Regions from separate parts of the Gasterosteus aculeatus genome. Here region 1 is linked to region 2. The links are chromatin contacts, called in public Hi-C maps. All regions are on one chromosome and are shown on one strand. Each heading gives the region's core, a stretch centred on a gene start, on an enhancer-like site or on the middle of the called end of the contact. The rest is flanking DNA. Distances are from core to core; before and after follow the strand shown.

Region 1 (3,860 bases), core at 940-3,439, 140 kb after region 2:
CGCATGTCGCTAAAGCACAACATCCAGAACGACGGGTCTGCAGGAGGACATAGACAGAGGAGGAGCTAGAGGACACGCTTGGAGCTTTGTACAGACATATGGGGATTTGAAATGGCGCTATAACTTCGACCCAAAAGAGAGACAATCCTGCATGTTTTCCGTCTCACCCAAAGCCACCCGGATCCCATCCATAAAGCTCCAGGGACAGTCCATCGCTAATTGCATGAGGGGCCCCAGAAACAGGACCTGGACACAGAAGGCAGGAGTTTGGATTTCTCAGATATCTACTTATGAAAAGAAATATGACTTGTTTATTTAGCCAGTTTGTGTAAGGCAAGAGAAAGATGCCATTGATAGTTGGTTTTGCTTAACAATGGCGACTCAGGTTGTTCTCCCCCATTGCTGCCACAGCTGTCAGCAGTGTTTACTGTGTGTTTTTAGGTTGTTAACGAAAAGGTACAATAATAACTGTGTGCTACACAAAACATCCAGTCTTTTTCTTTACCATTTAGTGTAACAGAGCAGGATTCTTTTCATCGGTCAACCCAACTGAATTCCGTAGTGGGATCCTTCAAAATCTGCTTATGACTGATCGTGGAAGATTTGTTCCTTACCATGGTGAGCATCAGAGGAAGCATGATTGCAGGAATGAGGCCTTCAAACCGGATCCCCATAAGAGCGAGTAATGATGGGACAGTCTGACACACAAACGCACACAAGAACACTAGTCTCAGTTTGATGATACGACAACGCATGTGTCAGACTGCAACATGCAAGAACAGCACATGAATGGCCACATGAATAAGGGGGTAGTGGTTAAAAGGGGCAGAACGTTTCCGTTAAATTTCCAGAAGCTTTCCATGGGATGTTAAGCATGGGAATGGTTTTTTTTTTTACGAAAGCATATAACAGGGAACATAAATGTCGTTGAGAAAAGACTCTGCAAGCAGAGCTCAGCTGGACCCTGGAGGCAGCCAGCAGGGAACATTGTCTGCCACAAACGTAAATATTTGTTCTGTTGTTTTTGAATGTCTGTCATTACGTAGCGTATTGATTACTTGGTAAACTGAACGTTGATGTCGACCTGACAGAAATCAGGGAAAAATACCAAAACCAGAGGCTTGGACTTAGTTAATTGTACATTCAGAACTTTTTGGGGGGAAGGGGTAATCATAGGAAATACACCATTTTATTTAACCTTCATGATCTTGTTGTTCACTGAGAGAATACAGTTTCTAGTTACAAAATGTTGTTTTGTCATATGGCATGGGAGATACAGTTAAATTACCCCAACTTGTCTGGTTTATTCCTGTTAATTCACACAGAAAGTGTCCAACTTTCAATATTCCCGTTATTTTGCAACCCTAATAAAGGGTTTTATTCAGTAGTTTACGAGGCATGGACTCACCCGGACGCCAGTGAATTCTCTCCATGCCCACACAAAGAGAGGCGACAGGCCCGACACAATGAGTACACTGGTGAAGCGTCTCTTTATCACAGTGGGGTGATCCCTGGGAAAGGACCAGCAGAGACATTAATCACAGCCAACTTTCCTGTGAGGCCCCCAGCAACGTTTGTACCACCATGGCTGGAACATAATGACATTGCTAAAGAAAGAGCTGCGCTACGGTGTCACTGTCAAACACAGTGTGGGCTCAGGGAGTAAATGAGAACACAGATGAAAACATTAAAAGATTTGGGGCTTTACTGGTGACGCGCATTGAGCCCCGCGGTTGGGTAAATGTATCAGAAGGAACGTTGTCATTATGAACCACGTAGCAGAGACCAACCACAGAGTGCTTGTCCGGCTCACCTCGGCAGCTCGCTCCTCCACACGTACAGACTCCCGACATATGAACACGCCAGCAGCAGACAGGCGAGCACCGATATCCAGCACAACCCAGCCGGCGGTACGAAGCCGCCATTGCTGGGTTTCACTCCGTCTGTCAGAAGGTTTTGCGATAAGTCCTTCTGCTGTGCCATGACGACGGCCGGTTGAGACTCAAGCAAACGACTCCTCGGTACCGGGGCGGTCGGTGGACCATCTAAAGAGATAACATGTCCACGTGAGTTGTCAATAGCCTCTTTTCGAAACGTGAGCTAAAGTTGCTAGCTGGACGGCTAGCTCCAGGGGCGCTTCGTAATGACGTCATTATATGTTGCGCTTTTTTTTCGTCTTCTTCTTCGACGCTGCTACTGTAATTGTAACATTATACTGCCACCTCGTGTTGTTAAGTAAATCCTTCATGGGTCATGTCCTTTGATGTGTTAGGGTTAGTATCTCTTTCTTTTGTACTTTAAAACTGAGTTTTTCAGTTGTTTTGATCTATTGTCTGATTTTTTGTGCTATTCAAATCCAACTCTAAATCTTTTGTCGATATTAACTTATGATTCGAGAAAAATTGTTTAATCCTGACCTTGGAAAAAGGAACAAATCATTCTCCAAAAATAATCAAATTTCGAATTCATAATATCAAATACTGAACTTACACTTCTCTCTTTTACGCATCCTAAACAAAAAACAGTAACAAAGATAGCTGTTTTGCATTATCTTTAACAGCTAAATTGTTAGCCACAGGTGAGTTATGAAATACATATTTGTGTCACGGTTTGGGTTCTTTTCCTTTCCTCTTATTTTGTTTTGACGCGACCAGTCACAAGAGACACACATGGCTTAAATACACTAGGGAGGTGCATGTGATTGGACACAGGTGGAAACAATCAGACAATCACAGGGGATGACAGGACAAGGCAGGAAGTGAAGTTACCCAGGGAGACAAGAGGCAGAAAACTAAGAAATAAGACAGGAAATAAACCGCACCGGGACAATTTGTGTGCAGATTTATTAATGAGATTGTAGCCTTGAGTCTTGTAGTCTCTGATGACATACTTTTTTTGTTTTTTGGGAACTGCAACTATATACATATTCACCAGATGGAATCAAAGTAATGCATGTAGTTGCATTCATTTGAATTTAAACACGTAGTTAATTAAAATGTGATAATCTGGGTTATATTGTACTTTGCGTGCAATATCTGTGAACAACAAATGCAATACACAAGCCTTACATCAAAGTCAGAGGGATTCAACTTCTGAACAGCATGCATGTACATCTGTAGTACCAAAATACCATGAATATCCATGAGGTCACATTAATGGACATTTCGGTCCGAACCATCTCTACAACTGAAGTTCATTGCTACAGATACATACAAATGCAGAATGTAAAGGAAAATTGACCCATTTTAGTATAAATTATTATATCAATATGTGTAGACTTAGCAGTATTGGTACACAACAACGCAAACCAGGTAACCCAAAAGTTGTTCCCAATGAATTGCTTCTAATGGACATACTTAGCATCAACAAATGATTCATCAATAATCAGTTAGGTATTTGCTCCTTGAGTGATGCATTGGTGCATTACAGTTTTTTTCTGAATACTTAAGCGCTAATCGTGATTCTTGTAGTACAATTTCTAAAACTATTAATACGTATAGTAAAACCACTCACTGAGTTTGCAAAACAAAAAGCACAAACACTGATTTGCACTCAGTTTGCAATTTTGTAACACACACTTTGCAAAACTGTAGGCACAATTCACTGCACGATACTCTTTTAGCAGAAATTTAAACACAACTCACTGCTTACACTCAATTACCAAATTTCCAACACACAAAATTATACACATGTATGGCAATCATTAACACTAAGCCGAGGGGGAGGATGTGGAGGTGAAGAAGCGAGAGGGTTAGAGGAAGTTAGATGAAGAGGACAATGAGGAGCCAAAGGGGACAAGGAGGGGAAAGAGGAAGGGTAAGAAGAGTAAAAAATAGAATAACTGATGACATCAGAGCTAC
Region 2 (4,157 bases), core at 781-3,280:
TATAACTGTCTTTGAAATCAACACATAATTGAAAGAAATCATATTCATATTAGACTATGGCTTAATAACAACATTTATAATTTGGTATTGTAAGAGGATGATACTATATTGCTGTGTTTCTGAAGTGCCTTTGCACATACATTCTAATATTAGTAGTACAAATACCTTTTCTGCTGTGTCCGTTTGTTTTCTCTGCCACCTGCCGGTGCTGCAGGCCGTCTGCAGACATCTTTCCCCGGTACCCGCCGGCCCGGTCTGACCTGGCCGACATGTCCGAGCAGAACTGTGCAGTCTTCCCCGTCCCCAGTGAGCAGTCACCACCTCACCATCACATGCTCTCCGCGCAGTCCGCTCCCACTGAGGTCCCTTAGCAGCGTCAAGCTTACTGCTGTAATTGTCTCCGGGTTTCTTTTCAAAATAAAACTCCTTTTCTCTCAACATAATGATAAATAATATATCGTTGAAGGACATAGACGTCTGTGGTTGGCACACATTTAAGTCAACCAACAAATTGGTAGAGTGGATTTTAAAGTGAACAAGTTAGAGAAGGAGATTGTTTTCATATAATTTTGGAATATTCTATTCTATTCCAAATATTCCTAAATGATTGTTGTATTAACTATTATCCAATGAAAATACACCCGAATCAATAACAGACCAACTTAAAAAAAACATTGTGGACACAGAGATTCAATTTATTAATATAATTATTATTTCTTTCATCAGATTTATTTATGTAATTATCTTGTTCTAATATTCTTGTAGATGATTTTATGAAATTACTATTGTTCATTCATTTACGCAGTTACCTATTTATTGTGGTTTGCCATATATTATATTATTATATAGTATTTTATTTTCAGTTCCATATAGAAGAAAGTTGCTTTCTGTAAGTTTCCTGTGTGACTCCGGTTCACTTGACTCAAAATCCCTCCTCAAAAAGTGTACAGCTTTCAAGTTAATTATCACACACTGAGCAAATAAAGCCTGATCTCTAAATCAGACCGTAAAAGACACCGGGTTACTTTTGTCCCTGCTCTTACATAAAGATCAGCTGGAATTATTTCCTACTTATATACCTGTATTTTCGTACTCTGTCTATCCTAGAAAGAGTAACAACGTTTCCGTCAAAGTTGCCTCTCTGTTTGGTTATTGTGTGTGTAGGTTTGAGAGAGTGTTTAATCCAAAGTGTGTGTGTGTGTGTGTGTGTGTGTGTGTGTGTGTGTGTGTGCTTTCCCTTCAAACAACCCAGGAACCGACTCAGCATTTCCTTTCCTCCAGTCAGTTCCTCTGTCCACTCAGCACTGCAGCCAAGAAGCAGCAGCGTTGCTCCTAAACTGGAGCGTTTTTAACAGCAGCTAACAGACAATCACAGGAACAGAGTCACAAGATACTCGGTAGCTCAGCAATTAAGTTCTTTAAGGCGTCATATAATACTTACTTGTTTTATTACACTTTTACTCCACACACGTCGTTGTCAGGTGACTTAGGAGTGTGAACTACAGCATTCTTTAGTGGTATGCGTGTGAATGCATCAAACTGTGATCCCTGCTTTACGTTTTAGACGCCATGAGCTTCAACTGAATTTTCAAATTGCTCATTTACTTAAAGGTGCATCATCATATTTTCCAACTATGGGCAAAATGACAACAAATCTCAACATCTCTTTTTTCATGTTTTTAGACTCCACCAACAACAGAGAAACAAATCCATGTCTTTAGCTGCTAAATGCTGCACTATGTTCACCAGCTATTTCTATAAATCTTCATCTGCACTAGTAATGTACTAGGAGTAATGGCTTGTTACATTACATCACATTAATGGCCTGTTAGGAGTTTAACTGGGGCGTAACTGTGTGCTTGCTGCAGCCTGATCTCTTAAAAATGATGTTGCCATAGAACAAAAATGTATTGTCAAGAAAAACATATTTCTGAGATCTGGGTTTGGTGCAGAGCATAGAAAGTGATAGATAGTGCACAGTAGGATGGACAGATAGCTGCTAATAAGAATAGGGGATAATTGTTCATGGGTTTGCCACTATTACACTTTTCACATTTCTAAATGACATAGTGCGCCTTTAAAAATCCCGGAATCCTTCTGTTGCTAGTTTAGCAGTAGTTTACAGGTGTTTTTAAAACATGAAAAACTATATTGGAATAACTTTGGTGAATTAGCCTTTGATATTTATTTACTATGATGACTATGATTATCTCTTTATATAAGTGTTTATAAGTTCGAAAGGGTTTAATAATGCTTTGTTCAGGGATTGATTTATTAGTTATACGCCAACAATAATAAATTAAAACCACTTTTGAGTTCCCAGGCTGTTCAGAATTGGCTTGGTGGACCGGCAGCCGCTGATGATTTCTTTAGAATAAAATACCCTTTATTTTGGTTTTGCATTGATTTGAACAGATGGACAAATTGTCCTTTGTTTTTTCGTTTCTATTTATGCTCAGTTTATTAGTTGTGATCTATTCAGTTCCATTCTGTTCAGAATCAGCTGTCATGAGTTTAGTGGTAGGGACTGTGTAGTATAGCTTTCTGATCTCAAACTATTTACAACTATAATATATTGTTAAAACCCGTTTTAAACATTCTTTTTAGAAAGTGAGAAACACGTGAGTATTAATAGATCTCTAGCTTTGTTAGGATGAAAACAATGAAGATGAACACATCCAAACAGGAATTGACAAGACCGTACAACCCAGAAGATATTTTATAAATGTATCATAGTATTTAAGCCATGAAACACGATTAAATACTGTAGTGACCAACACAACCGCCACGTAGTTACAACGTAAACATCCTTGTCCTATATGAAGGCGCTTTTTATCTCATTTTGCTCTCACACCTGGTTTCCTACTGTATACTTTAGGGGGCGCTACCGATTAGAAACATCCAACTCAGCGTCCAGCCATTACTGCAACTCTGTTGCGTCTCTATCAAGTTATCAGGCCGACCAACGTTACTGCCATTTACTCCTTTCAAAATAAAAGTCTAATTGGCCAAGATACGTCTAGTCAGTTGTTTGACATAACTGTGCTTTTGTTGTGAAGCCAGGTTCCTCCCACATCCGCCGATACTCTGGCACACGTAACTACAGTATTTCAGCATCACCCAAACATTAGCTTGTTGGTTAGCTTTTAGCTAACAAACTCTTCAGAAATAATTGAGCTCACAGCAAAACTGATTAATGAGTCGCAAAAGAAACCACAGCTTGGCTGATGCCGGCATGTCCCCCGAGCTCCACGGCGCCTTCGTGGAGCCCCACAGGTCGGCGAGCCGAGCCGACAGTGATTTTCTGGAGCTGGAGCACGACGAAGAGCTGCTGTTCTCGGTCAGCGACATCACCGAGCACCTCGGCAGGAACATCGCCGCGGTGCTGGAGACAGCGCTGTCGGACATCCGCAAGATGGTCAGCATCAGGATACGAGTCCTGAAGATGGAGCTGCGCGAGAAAACCGACGAGATCGACGTGTTAAAGTCGAGACTGGACACCGCTCAGAGGGACGGCAGGGACCTTTTCCCCGCAGACATCGGCTCCAAAAAACACGACCTCTGCTCCCACGTCAAACACATGAGCGGCGATCCCCGGAGAGCCAAGCCCGCCATGCCGGGGGTGAAGAAGGAGAACATAGACGCCATCTGTGACTATCTGATGAAAGACAAGAACTCGAGGGGGGGCGCGGACATGGACGGAGACCACAGCAGCCAAGCCAGCGGCGAGAGGGAGGCTCGCCCGGATCCAGACCCGCACTCCCTGCACCTGTGGCCGGACGGTGGCATGGCCGGCTCAGGGCCAACGCACGAGGACTCCGAGTCGGCCACCGATGACCTGTTCAGCATGCTGCCCTCCGGCAGCAGGCGGATGTACGACTACGAGTGGATCGCCCCGATGGAGTACACGCCAGACATGAAGGGTAGGGGGGGACAAGCCCATTATTGCCATGGGGAGGGAGGAAAAGTTAGGAAAGTTAAAAGCATTACATATTTAACATTCCTATTTAACGTACAGTATCTACCAGTCAGAATCCAACTGAATGAGAAGGCGTGTCCAAACTCTGAGTAACTTTGACTCTACTTGTTACATTTAGCTTGTGCGTCATAATTATTATTATTTTTTTTTAAATCAGTGAGCAAGACTGCACTTCTTT

The links. A called contact is a pair of places that touch in the nucleus more often than the background predicts.
Region 1: a Hi-C map of skeletal muscle shows a contact between it and region 2, with 3 times the contacts expected there. The contact joins the promoter of rce1a here to the promoter of znf16l in region 2. A contact is called at or near these places in 3 of 6 Hi-C or Micro-C datasets (skeletal muscle and whole body).

Annotation. Positions count from the first base shown.
Region 1 is chr7:12,112,310-12,116,169 of fGasAcu3.hap1.1, forward strand. rce1a (Ras converting CAAX endopeptidase 1a) reads right to left here and starts at 2,190. Exons shown (of 8, transcript XM_040181918.2): 1 at 1,814-2,190; 2 at 1,409-1,511; 3 at 615-698; 4 at 168-246; 5 at 1-37. The coding sequence starts at 1,983.
Region 2 is chr7:11,974,153-11,978,309 of fGasAcu3.hap1.1, forward strand. znf16l (zinc finger protein 16 like) reads left to right here and starts at 2,031. Exons shown (of 3, transcript XM_040181916.2): 1 at 2,031-3,923. The coding sequence starts at 3,197. It overlaps sh3tc1 (SH3 domain and tetratricopeptide repeats 1), which reads right to left and starts at 362. Exons shown (of 19, transcript XM_040181915.2): 1 at 166-362. The coding sequence starts at 271.